3 separate regions of the Anser cygnoides genome follow, and all the other regions are linked to region 2. Evidence: chromatin contacts called from public Hi-C data. All regions are on one chromosome and are shown on one strand. Each heading gives the region's core, a stretch centred on a gene start, on an enhancer-like site or on the middle of the called end of the contact. The rest is flanking DNA. Distances are from core to core; before and after follow the strand shown. Region 1 holds the start of CAMK1D (calcium/calmodulin dependent protein kinase ID). Region 2 overlaps CAMK1D (calcium/calmodulin dependent protein kinase ID). Region 3 overlaps CDC123 (cell division cycle 123).

Evidence for each region. Hi-C and Micro-C count contacts between places; a contact is called where the count stands out from the background.
Region 1: a Hi-C map of granulosa cells shows a contact between it and region 2, with 1.6 times the contacts expected there. The contact joins the promoter of CAMK1D here to the enhancer-like site in region 2. A contact is called at or near these places in 2 of 7 Hi-C or Micro-C datasets (granulosa cells and liver).
Region 3: a Hi-C map of granulosa cells shows a contact between it and region 2, with 2.5 times the contacts expected there. The contact joins two enhancer-like sites. A contact is called at or near these places in 2 of 7 Hi-C or Micro-C datasets (granulosa cells and liver).

Annotation. Positions count from the first base shown.
Region 1 is chr1:6,858,699-6,861,741 of Taihu_goose_T2T_genome, reverse strand. It overlaps CAMK1D (calcium/calmodulin dependent protein kinase ID), which reads right to left and starts at 1,467. Exons shown (of 11, transcript XM_048062699.2): 1 at 1,092-1,467. The coding sequence starts at 1,183.
Region 2 is chr1:7,014,096-7,016,948 of Taihu_goose_T2T_genome, reverse strand. The region is part of intron 3 of CAMK1D (calcium/calmodulin dependent protein kinase ID); the gene reads right to left. Among named protein-coding and RNA genes, the nearest start is that of CCDC3, 120 kb to the left of the region's middle. Within about 2 kb of position 1,523, at least 1 of the 3 cell types and tissues checked has open chromatin away from gene starts, as enhancers often do.
Region 3 is chr1:6,816,242-6,819,328 of Taihu_goose_T2T_genome, reverse strand. CDC123 (cell division cycle 123) reads right to left here. Exons shown (of 13, transcript XM_048062496.2): 7 at 1,441-1,489. Among named protein-coding and RNA genes, the nearest start is that of CDC123, 17 kb to the right of the region's middle. Within about 2 kb of position 1,763, at least 1 of the 3 cell types and tissues checked has open chromatin away from gene starts, as enhancers often do.

The DNA of each region.
Region 1 (3,043 bases), core at 218-2,717, 160 kb after region 2:
CCGTGTTTTGGAAGTGGCACGCGGAGCACAAAACGCGCTGCTTGGGCTCGGCGATGCTTTACTTAGAGACGTGCTCGAAGTTGAATTTACACCGGGGGGGACATGGCGATAAAGCACCCGTCCCATACAACCCAGCGTTCACGTCCTCGCCCACCCACACGGCAGCCCGCACCCTGCCCTTCCCCAGCAACCGCGGCTCTCTGCCTCTACAACATCCGACGAGCGAAAATTTCTCTCAACAGAAATAAAACTCCCCGCTCAGCCAAAAAAGCATCAGCCTGCACCCTGCTCCCTTCCACCATCTGCGCATGTTTATTCTGAGCCTTCCGAAAAAAAAAAAAGAAAAAAAAAAAAAACTCCAACGTTTTACTAATCTTTATGCCCCGCCACTATAAATAACAGAAATAAAGCCCAACAACAGTTAAGCATCGTAGCTAAAGCACATCCAATCCACTCCGATTATTTCTGCTTGTCCGTCCACGAATGGATGCAGCCATCAGCTTTAGGGGACAGCATGCAAGTCAGACCGCATTTATTTACAGTGGCACCGTCAAGAAAAAGCCTTTCCCCATCTCCCTATCCTATTAACATTTTAAACCGGGGGGTGGGGGGGGGTCTTTTTTTTCTTTATTTTTTTCTTTATTTTTTCTTTTTTTCCTTTCTTTTTTCTTTTTCCTTTTTCTTTTTATCTTTTTCCCTTTTCTTTTTTTCTTATTTTTCTTTTTTCTTATTTTTTTCTTTCTTTTTTCTTTTTTCTTTTTCTTTTCTCTTTTTCTTTTCTCTTATTCTTCTCTTTTTCTTTTTTTTTTCTTTCTTTTCTCTTTTTGTTGTTCTTTTTTTTTTATTATTTAATTTTTTTTTTGGGGGGGGGTAGCCCAGCCGCCTGCCCCGCAGCCACCCTCATCCCTCACCTCCTACCAACCCCCCCCCCCGGTGCCGTTTGTCCCGGGATTCCCAAACCTCCCCGGCTCGGTGCCGGGCGGGATGCTCGGAGCGACCCCGGCGGCAGCCCCCGCGCAAATCCCCCCCGCGCAAATCCCGCGCAGCGCAGGGACGGCGCCTCCCGGCCCGCTCCGCTCCCCGCCACCTACGTCCCCAGCGTCTCCTTGAACTCGAAGATCTTCTTGATGTCCTCCGCCTGCTTCTTCCAGGAGCCGCCGCCGTCCCCGTTCTCCCGGGCCATGGCCGCTCCGCGCAGCCCCGCGCAGCCCCGCGGATGCCGGGCGGCACCGAGCCGCCTGCGGCTTTTGCTTTCTCTTCTGAGAAAGCAGCGGCTGCTGCTGCTGCCTCTGCCGGCTCTTCCTCCTCCTCCTCCTCCTCCTCCTCCTCCTTCTTCTCCTCCTCCTTCTCCCCTTCCTCCTCCTCCTCCTCCTCACACTTCCTGCCCGCCGCCGCTTTTATTTCCTCCGCGCTCCGGCGGGCTCCACGAGTGCCACTTTTCCTGGGCTATTTCCTCCCAACTTTCTCTGCCCCCCCCCCCCCCCTTTCCCCTCGTCCTCCCCCCCTCCCCCCTCGCCCCTCCCCGTGCCACCCCCGGGGCTGCCCCGTGTCCCCCCCCGCCTCCTTCAGCACCCTCAGGGACACTTTGGTCCCCCCACTCCGGGAGGAAAAGTCCCTTTTTTTTTTTTTTTTCTTTTTTTTTTCTTTTTTTGAGGGAGGTCACTGATTCCCCCCCCCCCCCCCCTACCCCCCCGCTGTCCCCAAGCAGGGCGTGCGGGGGCCCCGTTGGATGCTCCGAGCCTCCCGGGCGCGGTGCGGCTGTGCGCGGTTGTTATGGCAATGGGAGGAGGAGGAGGAGGAGGAAGAAGAAGAAGAGGGGGAGGAAGAAGAGGAGGAGGAGGAGGAGGAGGAGGCAGCCCCGCCGCTGCTCTGCTGCCTGGCGCTGCCCCTCCTGACTGAATGACTGGAGATAATTCGCATTGCACCAAAACCGCGCACGTCAAACGGGAGGGGAGGGAAAGCAAAGAGATAAAAAAAAAAAAAAAAAAAAAGGGAAAGCGGGGGAAAAAAAAAATAAAAATTAAAAGCCACACCGCAGGCGGCCGGGCGGGGTGGTCCGGAGCTGCGCGGGGGATGCGCGGGGATTGCGCGGGGATTGCGCGGGGGATGCGCGGGTTTTGCGCGGGGTTTGCGGTGCCCACCGTGAGCGCAGCCGCCCCGTGGGGGCCAAAAGTGGCCCCCAGCCCCTTGCCCACCCCGCAGCGGGAGCGAGGGGCAGGATGCGCCCCCGGTGACACGGCAGAAATACGCGCTAAACCCGTGGGTAGGTTTCCCGTTAATGTCTTGCAAATAGGTAAAGCGCAAAAAAAAAAAAAAAAAAAAAAAAAAGTGGATTTCTCCTCCAAGTTGGGAAGTAAAAAGGCAGGTGCGGACCCACGGGTGTTTTTGGGGGCGGCTCAAACCCTTGGTCATCAAATGAGGCGGCTGAAAATGAGGCGTGACACGACTAAATATTGCATCGACTCGTAAACAGATGTGAATGCGCGCCTAACTGCTTAAAATGTGCCGTGTCCTTTCACAGAGTCCTTAAAATCCCACTTTGGAAAGGGATTTTCCGGACCGCTCATCATTTATGAGCACGGGAGCTTTCCCCTGGGGCTCCCACTTCCACGCGGGTTTGGAGCCTGGGGGAGCTCAGCCGGGTGGGGAGGTGTAAATTTGGGGAAAACACCGAGGCAGGCCGGGGTGTTTGGGCAATGCTACCCTCTGCTGGGCACAGGCACACGGCTGAGCGTGTGCCAGCTCCTGCATTAATTAGTGCCCTCTCTAATGCAATGCTTTGGTGGCCATCCCGCCCCATGGGTGGCCCAAATCGCTTGGGATTCCCTGCGATGGGTGCTTGTGTGTTGTCCCAGTATGTTCTTGGAGCAGCCAAACCTTTCCTTCTGCTGCTGGCTTACCCACATCCTCCTGCTCCCCATGGGGATCCCCTTCGTCCCATCAGCCTTCCTTCCCCGTGTCCGTGTCCCCAGGGATCCCCAAGCTGGTGGCCCCCGCCTGAGAAGTGATGGGGGTGGGACAGACCCAAAAAGATGCAGCCGAC
Region 2 (2,853 bases), core at 274-2,773:
TTTCTATGGAATCAGTAGGTTTTGTCTCTAAGAAAGCTTCCATATTTTTCCCCACAAGTTTATACATTTTGAAAAAGAAAAATAGCTGGGGCTCTGGAAATATAGGAAACAAAAATACAAGAAGGAAAACAGCAAAAACTGCAGCTAGCCATTCTTGCTGGCAGTCCCCAGGCATTTTTTTCAGAGGGGATCAGAGCACCTGGATGGGTACCCACCTGGATGCTGCCATGGCAAAGCGTGGAGGCAGCAGCCTGGCACCACCTCCTGGGGCAGGGGTTTGCAAAAAGCACCCTCAGAGGTAGGGATGCTACGTGAAAGTCCTCACCGTGACAGCTTTGGATGTCGATGCTTACATTCCAGGTAGGCATTAATTTGAACGCCCAAGTCCTTCTTTGCATTTATCCCCTCTCTCTCCATCCCTGCATAGATGTTCTGTCTGTTTATTTGTTTGAGGGTTGTTTTTTGTTTGTTTGTTTGCTTGTTTTCTCCTTCGGGTTTTATTCCCAGATTTGAACAAACAGAAGATCAGACGGGGCCAGACTGGATGTTCTTGCTCGATCCCACCTCCAGCACATAATGTTACTGTCGCTTCTTGGTCCCCAGCAGGGCTGGCACTGGCTGTGGGGGTGTATAGGCAAAACAGCCTCCAAGAGATTTTGTAGGGCTACAGCAGACATTTAATTGCATTTTCATGAGAAAACCCGATGTGGAACAGGGTCATCACTGTCAGAACTGGGCTTATCTCATAGATAAAACTGTGTATTTGTGTTTTTTTGGTCATACTGAGCCACCTCCCTTTCAGTCATCATTCCCTGTGGAGAAAACAGCTCCTTCCACTTCACAGTTTTGCCTTTAAAAATTCAACCTATTTCTTTCTCCCCCCTCCCCTTACACTCATTCATCTCTACCCAGTACAGGGCAGGTGCAGCAGCCACACTCAATAAGGAACTCTTTGGAGGAGAAAAGCTAATTTTGCAGAGCTACATTTTGCAGGTCTCAACGGTACCTGTGCAAACCTCCCCTTGGACTATGGAGAAGTGATAACTAGGAGCGGGGAAACCTGGTGACACGACAGCACGTCCTCTGTTGTAGGGTGTTGTTCCCAGGAAAGGGGACAGGAGTCACACTGCTGCCTCAGCAGGGAGATGCTGCACAGATTTTGGAGGACAGTGAAGGCTGAACCCCGGGATATCAGGACTCTCCTAGAGCTCAGACAGCATCATTAACCTGCCTGGGTTTCCCTAAATATAAACCCCACACATCCCCGATTTCAGCTGGAATAGGTGCCACTACTTCTAGCAATTAATGCAGAGGAGAAACTCAGAATCAAAAGAGAACTTGTGAAGTTCTGTAGCAAGGGGAGGAGAGATACTGGTTTTGTTTTATATTTTTGGCACTGTATGATTCACTGCTAAGACTTTCACTCTTCGCCAGTCAGTATCCCTCCTCCAGCTCCTCAGGCACTCTTTCCTACTTGTTTCCAGTATTTTCATCGTTTGTACTTCTCCGCGATCCCCACAGGAGGAGCCTCAGCACCACTGTAGCAGGCAGAACATGAGAGCTCCAAGGAGCATTTGCAGTTTCACCCTATATGCACAGCTGTCTCTTCAGTTATTAGGCAGGAAATGTTATTATTATTATTTTTTAGATGACTCTGAAAGAACATATTAATCAATCCGGAAAAAGTTTCTAAGGATATTTGCCGTGGGCTGAGATCCACATAGTCTGAGGCACTTGGCACATCAGGAGCTATAATTTGAGAACGTGATTCTCAAATCCCTGCAGAGGGGATTATTTATGTGGGTAAAGTTACGTCAAAAGGCGTTTGCGGGATCATGAGATGAAATACACCTTAAAGAGTTTCTCTGTCCACAACTCACAGGAGGTTTTGGAAGTGCTAGAGAGTAGCTGGTAAGACAGATTCATCCTGGAAACAGGCAAAAACAGGTTTTGAAAACGGTGCATTTTTCTTCTGACACCACCACAGGCTCCTTCTGTGCCCTAAACCACTTTTATTCCTCCTCCAAATGCTTTCATTTCACCTTCTGCTGTTTGTCTCATCTATGAAGCTCCAGGGCTTGTGAGGTCTCCAACGTTAGGGCAATGCATCCGTGCAGTTTCTAACCTCCCTGTGCACAGCATCCCCAAGAACACAGCAGGGAGCATGGACGAATCCTTCCTCATCCATGCACTCAGGTTTTCCAACCAACACAGAATGGGATGCATCGCCCCACAAGCCAGGATGAACCTAGAGCCTGTACCTAGGCCCAGGACACCCAGAGATGCTCCCAGGCTCCCTCCTTAGACACAGCCTTTGTGCTAAGCACAATCTCCATTAGCCTTTGGTCTCTGTTCTGGCAGAGAAAAATAATTCAACTTTATTTCTGCAACTAAAATTTGCTGGTGGTAGCAACAGTTGCTGGAGGAACGGCTTCTCCACGCTCTGAGGCTGGTTAATTAGAAATCTATAGGTTGACGTTACTTGAGAAATAACAGATCTTTTATTTTTCAGGTGTTTAATTATTAATAAATTAATGAGATGGAAACTGAAGTGCAAGGAGAAATGGTTCTCAGTCTGAAGGAAGTTAATATAAAATCTAAAATGCATTCTCTTCCAGCTTATTAAGTTTGAGATTGATGTAATAACCTCAAGAGGTTTTTTTTTTTTTTTTAGTTTGTCTCTTCTCTTAAATTTATACTCACGTTTGCACATAAGTAGTTTCTTTATTCAAACTACCTCTCAAAAGAATTTTCTTTTACATCATGAATTTTCCTATCTGGAAAAAGAAAACAGAACTGCATTTATAAAATGTAGTAAAACCTGAAGATCAACATTACCCAGAAATTCTCACT
Region 3 (3,087 bases), core at 514-3,013, 200 kb after region 2:
CATACATCACAACAAAAGCTGCAAGGCCAAGCAACACTACCAAGCCCTTGGTGGGAGGATGAGAAGTAGAAGTTGTAAGAAGAAAGGTTCAGACTGCTCATAGGAAGAAACCTTTTCACCAGGAGGGCAGTCCAGCACTGGAATAGCCCCCTCACAGAGCTGGCCCAGCCTCCATCCACTGATGTTTTCAAGACCAGATTTGAGAAAACACCAAGCAACCCAAACTGATCTCAGTTTACCCAGCTTTGAGCACGAGAATGGACTGGAGAACTACTGAGGCCTCTTCCCACCTTAATTATCCCGTGCTATTCCACTTTATCCAGTATTTAAGCGTGAAATTATTTGTGAAACGACTTCCAAGGTTCATTAATGATACAGCATGGAAAACAAAAAGTCCTGCTGTACAGCACAACAAATCTGTCATGGAATTGGCAGAAGTTGCTCTCTAGTAAAAAGAGCTGATGAACAGAATTAAATTTAACCAGCTCAACCTCTATTCTGGTATACACCCAAGCACCATTCTGCGATGCCTTTGGAGGTACAAACCGGTTCAAATAAGGACGTGAGATGGAAATAGTAACCAAACTATTACTGCCAATAGGACAGAATGCCTGGTAATTAAAGCATCTCTCTGGCACTTCATCAAGTTTCTGCTTTTCCTAAGCTGAAGCATTCAGACGGATCCATTCTTTGGAGGGCCTCAGTTACTGCTCACAGTACTGGAAACTCCCAACACCTATCAACTGCAGTAGAAAAACCTCAGTAATCGAAGGTGACACTCCTAAATACAACGTAAACATGAAACTGCTGCAAGTTTCAGAGGCCTATCTTTAAAGCACATTAAGACAGTGCTTCAAAACATGAGGTGCATTCACTTTTCTAAAGCCCTCTAAGCCCACAGGATGATGACGAATGTTATTTTTACATTAAAATTATTAGAGACATGACTAGATGCCATCATAAAATCGACAGTAGCACAAGAACAGTTTAAAGCATTACTAATATCTAACTAACTTACCATTTTAATGCAGGAACGAGCATATATAACAAGGTATGATAGTCCATCTCAGTTCTTAACAAACAGCTACAAACCCCAGCCACTACAGCTAGCTTCTCTCTCAGCTGTGATGTCCACAGGAAGCACTTCACAGAGAATATATGACTTTCAGCTACTGACCTTGTCCTTCCTGGCAAAACCTGACAGACCCTATAGGGAACTGCAAGGAAGCTTCGAAAGTCTGCACTGAGCTCATCTCTGACCCATAACTAAATGAACTCCTTATGACCTGCAGTTCTTAACCAGACTTCCCCCACACTGCCCAAGCAACACAATTAAAACAAACAAAAAAAAAGTATTGTGGGCACATGCCCAAGTACAAGTGGCAGCCTGCCCGTGCGTAATTCACTTAAATTACCTAGAAGTCATGCAAAGAGTCTTACCTCATAGTCTAAGGAAGGATCAGGGGAATCATCAGTACAGTGAATAAATCTGGAAAATAAACCACAGGCGTCAAAATCTGCTTTTACATACAAGATTTTAGTGATAGTGAGGAAAATTAGCCCCAAAACGTTAATCACAAAAGCTACAGATAAATTACCTCTAAGATGTATAAAGCAGGTAATTTCAGTATGGCAGTAACAAACCTCCTTTCTACAATTATCAAGGAAAAAAAATCACCTCTTTTGATCTAGTGTAATTTGGAAGCACTTAATGGACAGGGACTTGGCTAGCATGTGAGTGCTTATTCACTGTTAAGTCCTTTGTTTGATTCAACAGTGCTGCTCCTTTTCTCTTTATTGTTATGTTGCCATCATCGTATTCTCCAAGAACCAGATAAACATTAAAAGTACGAAGGAAAACATGCTGCAATGAAACTTGATTAGGTTGTTGAAGTTTAACTTCCTAAACCAGACAACTGAGAGACATCACTTATCTTACAGCAGTTCAGAATTATTTTCATTTATGAATAATGGATGCAAAACAGCGCCACTCAACGCTTTTGATTCCACAGCATGGTATTTTTCTAAATTAAGAGCCTTAAGAAATGCTCTTAGAAATCTCCTGAGAGTGGGAATAAACAAAACTATTTCCATAACTGCAAGCAGATGCCAAGGTTTTGTTCCTTGCAAGTAGCTCACTCTTTGTGCCACCATTCAGTAACTACCAAGAATGGAGGCAGTAATACCCAAGACAACTTCTACGTACGTTTTTGTTGCTATACAGCAAATCTTGCAATAAATCCCGTAACTGTCCAAGGCAATTATCGGAAGAACATGCATTTTCCTTCCAGGCGTACTCCCTGACCTTATTGGCAACAAACTACTTTGACGCGCAAAACTGTGTAAAGGGTCAGGGCTGAGCACTAAGGATAAACGCAGCCATTTAAGACATCTCCTTTTGGCACTCAATCCAGAAGTCTCACATCTCTCCTACAAGCAGTGCATTGCAAGACATGGCTGCCCAAGGTCTCTGCTCTTCATAAGCAAAGCACTGCATTTGTTAAGACACGGCTGCCCGGCCTTCAGTTGGAAGCAAAGAGCGATCGTAACAGTTTTCTCAGCATGCTGCCAGAAGAAATAAGTTTTTAGATTAGGCTGTAATATCCACCACACAGAGAAGAGCAGGGTGATAGCAGGCATGCTTTCCGAAAGTACTGTAATCAAACCGATTGTATAAATCTGTAAGCCTATGTAAACAGATAACATCCTTCAGCTACAGTTTATATTCCCAGCAATTTAAGATCTGTCAAGGCAGTAGAAACACTCCTAAGAGCCTGCAGTTTTGCTCGACTCAGAACTCCTCCATTACGATCGTATCTGCTTACCGTGCTCAAGAAAATATTCCCCACACACCAAAATAACCATAAACTAGAGGTAAAAAGGCAGCTGAAGTCCAGCCCACAGTTCTGCAGTCCCTGCGTGCTAGGAGCTGCATTATCTTTCAGACTTCCGTATTTGAGATGGGGTTGTCTGCATCCTACTGGAATGGAGCAGATTACAGATTTTTCCATTTAGCAAAAAACAGCCTTGTAAAAAAAAAAAAATCAAAGTTATCTTTTGCTCAACCCTCAAATATTTTGGGTGGGG